Linked DNA regions of Drosophila melanogaster: region 1 is linked to region 2. The links are chromatin contacts, called in public Hi-C maps. All regions are on one chromosome and are shown on one strand. The core of a region is the stretch at or near the end of the contact, and the rest is flanking DNA. Distances in the headings are between cores, read along the strand shown. Region 1 holds the start of CG46309. Region 2 holds the start of beat-Ic (beaten path Ic).

The links. A called contact is a pair of places that touch in the nucleus more often than the background predicts.
Region 1: a Hi-C map of the Kc167 cell line shows a contact between it and region 2, with 2.5 times the contacts expected there. The contact joins the promoter of CG46309 here to the promoter of beat-Ic in region 2. A contact is called at or near these places in 3 of 107 Hi-C or Micro-C datasets (the Clone 8 cell line, the Kc167 cell line and whole body) and 1 of 6 datasets of contacts at active chromatin or transcription factors (the Kc167 cell line).

The regions. Positions count from the first base shown.
Region 1 is chr2L:16,249,446-16,253,550 of dm6, reverse strand. CG46309 reads left to right here and starts at 1,763. Exons shown (of 6, transcript NM_001347787.1): 1 at 1,763-1,927; 2 at 3,393-3,470; 3 at 3,845-4,105. The coding sequence starts at 1,793. The coding sequence ends at 1,921. PRL-1 (PRL-1 phosphatase) reads left to right here. Exons shown (of 6, transcript NM_135936.3): 2 at 3,393-3,470; 3 at 3,845-4,105.
Region 2 is chr2L:15,998,013-16,002,392 of dm6, reverse strand. beat-Ic (beaten path Ic) reads right to left here and starts at 2,102. Exons shown (of 8, transcript NM_001299041.1): 1 at 1,139-2,102. It overlaps lncRNA:CR43825 (long non-coding RNA:CR43825), which reads right to left and starts at 608. Exons shown (of 3, transcript NR_073787.1): 1 at 517-608; 2 at 254-464; 3 at 1-197.

The sequences.
Region 1 (4,105 bases), core at 514-3,013, 250 kb before region 2:
ATTCTTAGTGTCTGCGTTATGTCTGGCTTTTTTTTTCGGCACGTCTCCGGTTTTATTGACACCCGTGGACAGACTTTAGCTTAGTAAGTTGAGGCTTGAGTGGCAGTTACCCTCATCACATTTCCCGTCCGTTAGTCATTTTCAATTTGTTTACAACCTTTTACTACTATTTTTTGCAAGTCTGTGATTATTGGCGTAAATCGGGCGATCTTGTTTGCCAGGATTGCAGTCGAAGTCTAAACAAAAACTGAAAGAGGGGACAAACAAAAAAAAAAAAAAAGAAAAGGGAACTGGAATTGAAGTACTTTGAACCCCGAATCCAAACTCAGACACACCGGCATTCAGTTGTGTTTGCTTTCTTACCTCCAGATTTCATCGGTTCCTTGTTCTTTGTTTCCTTCTTGTCTGGCCCTCGGTCTAAGTCGTCTGCTCCTGTTTCGGGAAAGTCCAATCAACTTTCCGCACAGACAAAACCATCTGCTACCTCGGAGAGAACAAAAAGTATTTTTTGTCAAAGATACAATAGTCTGTTAAGAAGTTTTGTCTAATTGCACGAATATCTTTATGTTGATTTGAATCAAAAGTTTGATTTCATTAAACTCGTCGTTTAAAGACATTATGATGTATTAACTGATTGGAAAATGTATTTGAAAATCTGTGTATGTAGCGAGGAGCATTCAAGTGGAACAAATGTGTACATATGTATGCATGTATGTTTGTATATAGCGAGTAACAATATAGCCGCAATTTGGTATTAGTGTCGTCATGCCATTTGCCTACATCTCGATTATAATCAACTGGTTTAAATGTAAGACTAATTTCATATTAAGTTACACGTTTGTGTGCGCCGTAGCCTTCATTAACTGTGCATAATATAAACCGCATTTAGCTTTGTTTATTGCCCTTAAATAACGACTGACCTTGGCATCCCGTAAAAGTTATAATCTGACTGCAAAACTTTCCTTCGCTGTATTTGAACACTTTCCAAGTCAGGTAGCTAGATGGGGAAAAAAACCTTTATATGCTAAAGATCTTATCAATCATTTATTTATTCCCCGATTTAAAAAGCGTTTCCACACAGTTATTTGAATATCCTACGGATTATATGTCTATAAGCATTTTGGCACTTTAAAATACCAAGCCATTAACGCGAAATAATTTGTATTGGTCATAAATATAAGTGTTTGTTAGGTAATGTCAATATGATTTGCGTTTCTTCGAAAATACAGGTATATTCAAAATTTTAGTAGAGTTTATTTTCGAAACTTATTTCAGAGACGAAGTCGAAAAAAATATTTTAAGATCTATATTTAAAAAGAACAGAATACAAACTAACTTGTTGTCTAGTTTCTAAAATTAAACAATTTAACATTTTAAAATAAATACCCTCGTGATTTTAAATCAGAACTACTTATATTGTCACTACTATACCAGAACGAATAAAATGCTTTAAAATTTAAACATTTTTAGTAAGCACAAAATTCGCCCTTTCATGGTCCATTGAACTCTGCTAATTATGTTCAACAGTAGAAAAGTAAAACTAACCAAGCAAATTGTTTCTATTTTTCCTGCCTCTATTGTTTTTGCACAACAGACTTTTTAAAGCGCTTTAAATATGCACCAGACTGTAGATAATTTTTTTTCGCTCTCTGCGTGAGCGATTGGAGAGATGTGCGTCACGACTCTCTCTTCGTTCTCCCCGGCAATGGAGACTTACTGCCGGACGGAGCGGCCGTTTCCGTGGCGTAAAATGGGCGGCGAAGAGTTGACAATCGCCAGTCGATAGCAAAACATGAGAGAGTGCTCATCACGCAGCAATACGCGTCTACTTATTGTGGTAATCGTAATCGATCAACGTCTCAGAATCGACACTTGTCGATATTTAATCGAGATACTATCTCGCCGTATAACGGGCGATTAACGATAGGTAAATACAATTTATCCGCTGGCAAATCTGAATGTGGAGGACCAATCCTCAGTATATTCGAATTAACTGATAGGAGAGAAAGCTTTACGATCCGCGGATAAAATCGATTAGTGTCTTCCGGCAAACACCTGTCGATATCTAATCGGGAGTCCATATCAACGGGTTACAAGCCGCCCCGTCGTAATCAGCAACTAATCACTGTATTTGCTTAAATGCATAGCGAAATACCTATGTATATATAGATATTTACATATATATTTGCCTGTGTGATTTTTCAATTTCGCCAAGACGCAAAACAAAAAATACATTGCATAAGTCACAAGTAAAAACCGACTGGGAAATATAGCATCAACAAAAAGTGTTGTTGCTTAACGTGTCATGAGGTAAACACACACACACACTGACAAATCTAGAATGTACTGGTATATACTAGGTGCATTCCGAGAAGAAGTGAAAGTTTTCAGTTCTATCAACAAAGTGTTCCTTTTATATGTTTTGTTTTTATTTTTTTGCGCCCGCTTCTTAATTAGTTTCACGCGTTTCAATATCACTAGCTATTCCACAATGGATTCTCCAATACATACCATAATCGAAATGCCTTTAACATAAGGAATTGGCCAATTTTCGAGAGAAATATTCGCCTACTTTAGGCAAAAGTGCAAAAATAAACACAGGTCGCACTGGGGCCATAGAAAATGGAATATTTGCTTAAAGAGTTATCGCGTTTGTGTGGATATACACGTATATATGCGAAATACATATTATACAATCATTGTTCTGTTTCGGTCTTTATATTTGTGAACTCATTTTATACATATGCTTTTCATGATCATCAACGGAATATAAATAATGTAAACGGTCGTGGAAATGAGCAGTCATTATCTTGGATCACTTTTAGGGAATATTTTTAATATTTTTTTTTTCAGACAGCAGGCGACCAATACATTTAAAATCCACTTCAACGATTTTCCTTGCGTATGTTTTCTGGTTCTCGCAGATAAATTTCAGTTGATAAAGGCGGTTTTCTTTTATTTATTCTAAATTGGCTATTTTGGTTGCTAATTAAGTATTGCAAAAGTTGGTAAATCCTAAAAATGTTGAAATTATTTTTGTATGCTTATGGCACCTGTTTCAAAATTGTACAATATATGTATATTATGTACAACGTGAGCCCTAACCCTTGAATGATTTCGATTGTAATGCACCAGTTTTATAATTAATTTATTTATTTCAATTATAATTTTTATGTATCACTTTGGAATTGACTTGCAAATCGATTTTTTTGTATACAATTTATTTCCAATAAACGCTTTTAGCTGGTAATGTTTACAAACATTCTTCATTTCTCGATTGCAAATGGTGGTCAAATAAATTCCTACAAAAATATTTCTAGCTTTTTTTCAATTTTCATTTCATTTAAATGTGATACTGAATGTTGTCCCAACATTTTATTTCTCTTTTGCAGTTGGTTAGACCTGTTCCCACATCTATGGAGTTTCATCTAGACAGTGCAGAATACTGCCAGGCACAGCACAAATAAAAAGTGAGTATGGATTATTTTTGTAGGGTATATGGACTTTTCGTTTAATTAATTAGCTCAAGTGGCACGGGCGGTACACTTGCTGGCCATGGAAAGGTCACTTGACTTACAGTGAACAAAGCACTGTGACCTTTCTGGACAATTGACGGCTTGACCCGCCCCGAAGAACATCGCGGATAAAAAGAGAGTGTCGTGCGAGACGAAAATGGCGAAAGTCTCAATTATTTCATTGCGTGTAATTGAGCTAAATTGTTTTTTAGTTTCCCACGAATTGTTTTCAATTAAATGAACAATGGGAGTCGCGAGAAAGAAGCTCAAACCGACTTGCGCCAGATTTGTCTGGAATATTGAACTCATTCTAGTCTCACTCTTTGCAGGTAAGCAATCCTACAAAAAGGCGGAGATAGCCTGAGTAAACACAGTCACCACTTCGGAAGTCGCCATCGATAGATAAGTGGTGTGGATACCATCAGAATAATACCGTCAACGGATCAGCTGAAATAGCGGCGACAGCAGCGGCATCAATTAGCCAAAGACTGTCGATCTATGGGAGAGAAAGAAGAATACTAAATTCAAAGCATCGCGGTGATCACAGATCATATCACAGCAAGGATATATTTAAATTTTTAACAACGAAA
Region 2 (4,380 bases), core at 853-3,352:
TCAATTAGCATGATATTTCTTAGTCTAGTTATTGGCTACAGACCACTTTTCAATGGGAATAAATAATTTTTTCCAATATATTTACACGCAATATTTTAGAAACTTCAACTCCAAGCCGTGCCTTTTGTGCGCCTGCAAAATTTTCTTCATAATTCTAACTGATGGCCTTTTTTCAGTGGCGTAGGTCTGAACCAAATCTATGCAACAAATTAACAAGATCTGAATGAATATTTTACATTTTCTTTTCACTTACAATTGGCCATTCCATCACTTTCTTCAGACGAATCTCCGCCCAAACAAGTTAAATGAACGGCATAATTTTTATTGTCGGTTTCCACAAAAACACTTTGTCGAGTCGCCAGAGGCATATCCGGTGAATAATGTTCTCGAAAGCATTTGAACGGGTTTGTATTCTGATATTTTAACCACCTGGTTATTATCCAAAAGTTACCATCAAATATGGGCTAAAATTGTTTCACTCAGAAATGTATTGTTCAAATGTAAATATCAACATACTGGGTCAACTGAATTTTTAATAGCGGTACATCCATTGTTTTTCACAATGGGAAATTGCCTTTGCTGAGTCGGTAAAGGGCGACACAGAACTATTATATCCACTACTAAAATTCTATAATGTTAATTAATTTTACAAACACCTAATTGTAAAGTGACTTACGGCACAAGTCCTTTCATTATTCTGAGCTATTCATCTACTTGGATAAATTAGTTATTACGAAGTGTCAAGCAAATCGAATTATGTCTAATGCAGATTATTACAGCATGAGTAATTAGCTTAAAGCGTCTTTTACGGCACAAAATCAGTTTGCTTCTTAAATGATTGGTTACAGTAATCTGGACAAAAGATTAGAACTACATGGTCATTCATTCTTTGGAGTTTTTTTTGTTTAATGAATCCTAATTTTCAAAGCTAATCTAGAAATTTATTTTTTATTTTATTTGTGTGTAATCGCACTGCCGAAACATATTTCTCCTGCCAAAAATCTGCTTGGTTTTGCAAAATCCACAGCCTACATGACCGTAAATTATATTTTAAGAGTCCCAACAAAAAGCCGGAGCAAAATCACAGATACAGATATCATCATCACCCAGTCGGAACGCTCAACTGAAAGTAACTCACCTTTGGGTAACTGGTGAACAACACAAATGTTATGACTGCCGGCAGTTGTTGTCTTTGTGTGTTGTGATTGTTGTTGTGCCGGCAATAAATTAACTTATTTTAGCACGTTACACGACTTCCCACACCCAGGCGCACACACACTCAACTTGGCTGCTTTTCTTTTCGCACATACACATGACACTAGATGGGCGGTGGGTGGGTTTGGTTTACTGAAAGGACAACGTCAGGGGATTTTTGGCCCGTCCAGAATATATATCCCGCACTGGAGAATAGGGCTTGACCTATGCCCTTACTTTAGTATTTTGCGGATTTTGCACATTTCTCACATATTTTTCATAATTTTCGCGAGCAAATCGCGTAGGACCAAAAAAGTGTGTACGAAATAAAAGTTTGGCGAAACGAAAAAGTTTGTCCTGTTTGCAGTGTTCGGGTTTTTTTTTGTTTGTTTTGGAAACACTCAAATCTCTGGTGAAATATTAATTTTCACAAATTCTGACACTTTTTTTTAGCGGGCATTTGCTTGGCCCGCCGAACTGCAGATTCTTTCGCAATTTTTGTTATACGAATTTTTTGTGTTGTCTGGTTGCGCTGTTGTTTATTCTTTGTTGTGATGGGGATTTTATTAAAATTTATTAGCTCGCTGGCCCTCGTCGTTGGCACTGTTGTTGTGGTTGCACCCGTGGGCGATGGCGACAGCAGAGCGAACCAAACGATTTGACATTATCAACGTAACTGAAGCATCAGCGGCAGGAAGCTGTCGGCCCTCGCCGGAATCCCAACAACAGCAGCTGCTGCTGAAGGACCCGATGCCGATGCTGTTAAGTAGAAGCTGGAATCGAAGGAATTCGGCTGTACGTACTCGTGTCCTGCCAGCGAGAGCACAGAATAAAGAGCTGAGCCACTCGGCACTTGACGAAACACGAGCCGAGGCTGGGGAAATTTCAGAGAGTGCGGGAGAAAGCAGCTAAAAGAGAGGTTGTGTTTCGTTGATGAAAAGCTTTCGTGTTCGAAAAGTGAGTTGCTTGTTAACAGGGATTCATTGGGATTTATTTAACTGATAACTTAACAGACTCTGTAAACTTACATTGGGTAATGTAATTCTCAGGAAACAGGAATCCCCGTTTAATTATTATAATAACATCAACATATTTATTTACTATTAATACTAATTCGTGTTCTCCTAACCTTTTCTTTAAACTAAGGTCTAACAAAAATCTTAATGGCTATTACACTAAACGGTACGATTAGTTGTACGCAGCTAGTAAATAAAATGAAGTCCTGCATTGAAATTGAATATAAATTGAATCTCTTTTAAATGAAATTTAAATAAATCGAGAATTAAAATTTACTGGCGTGGCATCCATGAAAAGGAGAAACTGAAGCCTGAACCTTAGGAGACAGCGACTAAAGTGGTCAACAACAAACGGAACTAATGCACAACATGCAAAATGGAAACCATATTGACAAGATGCAGTATCCATGGAGAAAACTGTAGGACGGGTGGAAAATAGAGCAGCAGCGGTTGAAACATAAAGCAATAAACAAGAAAATACCAAATGCATACGAGCCAGCAAACATGACAAGCAGCACTGGCAGCAAACAAAATAGAAAGGATACATGAGAACACGAATCTATATGTAGACACATATATTTGATATACATACATATATCCATGGTGGTGGATATCCTGTGTGAGAAAGCTTTGGCTAGACAATAACTGTAAAATGTAAATATTAATATTGTCATAATAGACAAGATAACTTGAAAGGCAGCAGGCGGAGGAGTGTGTGGGGTGTTTGGAGATGATAACGACGACGGCCAAGCGGATACGATGATGATTGCCCCTATGGATCTCGATCCTGACGAATAACCGCTAAAGTGCCGTTAAGCTGCGCACTACCGAATGCGAGCATTTCAAAGCGAAACGAACGAACAGCAAATGGGAAACAGAATACAAAATGTCAGCTCATTTCCGGTTGCTTAATTTGAAATCGTTGTGCCAAAAATTACAAATGAGCTGACAATGGCACCGAAGGAACCAAACAAGCGAAAAATAACAGGACACGGCAGGACATGGCTGCCAGACAGAGAGGACCATGGCGACAATAAGCACAAAATAGCAGCGTCTAATACGCAAAATAAACGAGAACTGGCCACAGCATGACAGCCAGGATAACACTGGCCAGCTGGGCGCAGTCCTTTTGCCCCTTTGCCCCTTTGCCCCACAGTCCCCTCCCCAGTAAAAACTCGCACCACACAGCCCCTCGTGTTTTACAATTTAACGCACATCCTAGCAAGGCAACGCCCCATAGTTTAATTTTTGTCTCCTCGATGTGTGCATGAAATTCGTGCACTTAGCAAAAAGCATACGAACAAAATCGTTGATAAAACAAGTATTTTTGATCTTAAAGAGTGTTGATTGACTCACATTGCAATATTTTTGAATTATTCGTTCTCTTATATGAAACTTATATTTCACTTTAAAGAATAGATTAAAATTGTAAAGGTTAAATAAAATAAACTCGGAAGCAAATTTTATTCATCGCCCTATTATTTAGGAATCATTATAATTTTCGCATCTAATTAATTTTTTTTTTTACTATGACATTTCGCTGTGTGTTCCCTCCCTCTCTGTCACTCATTCATCTCTATCTCTCTTCCGCTGGGCTTGCTCCACTCTAATCTAATGACGACAAGCATGAGGGCCGGGGAAAGCTCCTCTGATAACCACGGCTTTGAGTGTCGCTCTTTTATTGCGTATACGCCATGTGCATCTCACATACTCACACAGAGACGGACGCCACAATGTGTCGAAAATTTGGTGCGTCCATCGTCATTCACCTTTTCGTTGAGTGCAGGCGATAAAATGTTCGGCGAGCACACAACCTACAACCATCAAGATCTTTCCAGGACCTCCTCTCCACTTTTCTTGCCCTTCAAGAAATTTTCTATCTGCTGACAGCAGTAGGAACCACTGCCAAATGGTCAAGTGGGAGACTTTGAGTAAAGTGAATAAGGTGAATTCGATTGCTTTTGAAACAATGTGAACTTTTGAGTAAATATTATCATTTATCTTAGTCTTTAAATGTGGCTAAAAATGTGGAGTATAACAAGTAAGAATTGACCATATATGTGACCATATATAAAAAAGAAAAAAAATTATGATAGATGTTCTTTCAACTAAGTTGAGTCCTAAGAATTGTGTCTCTTTTTCCCAATGAACCAGAACGCAACTAATAAAC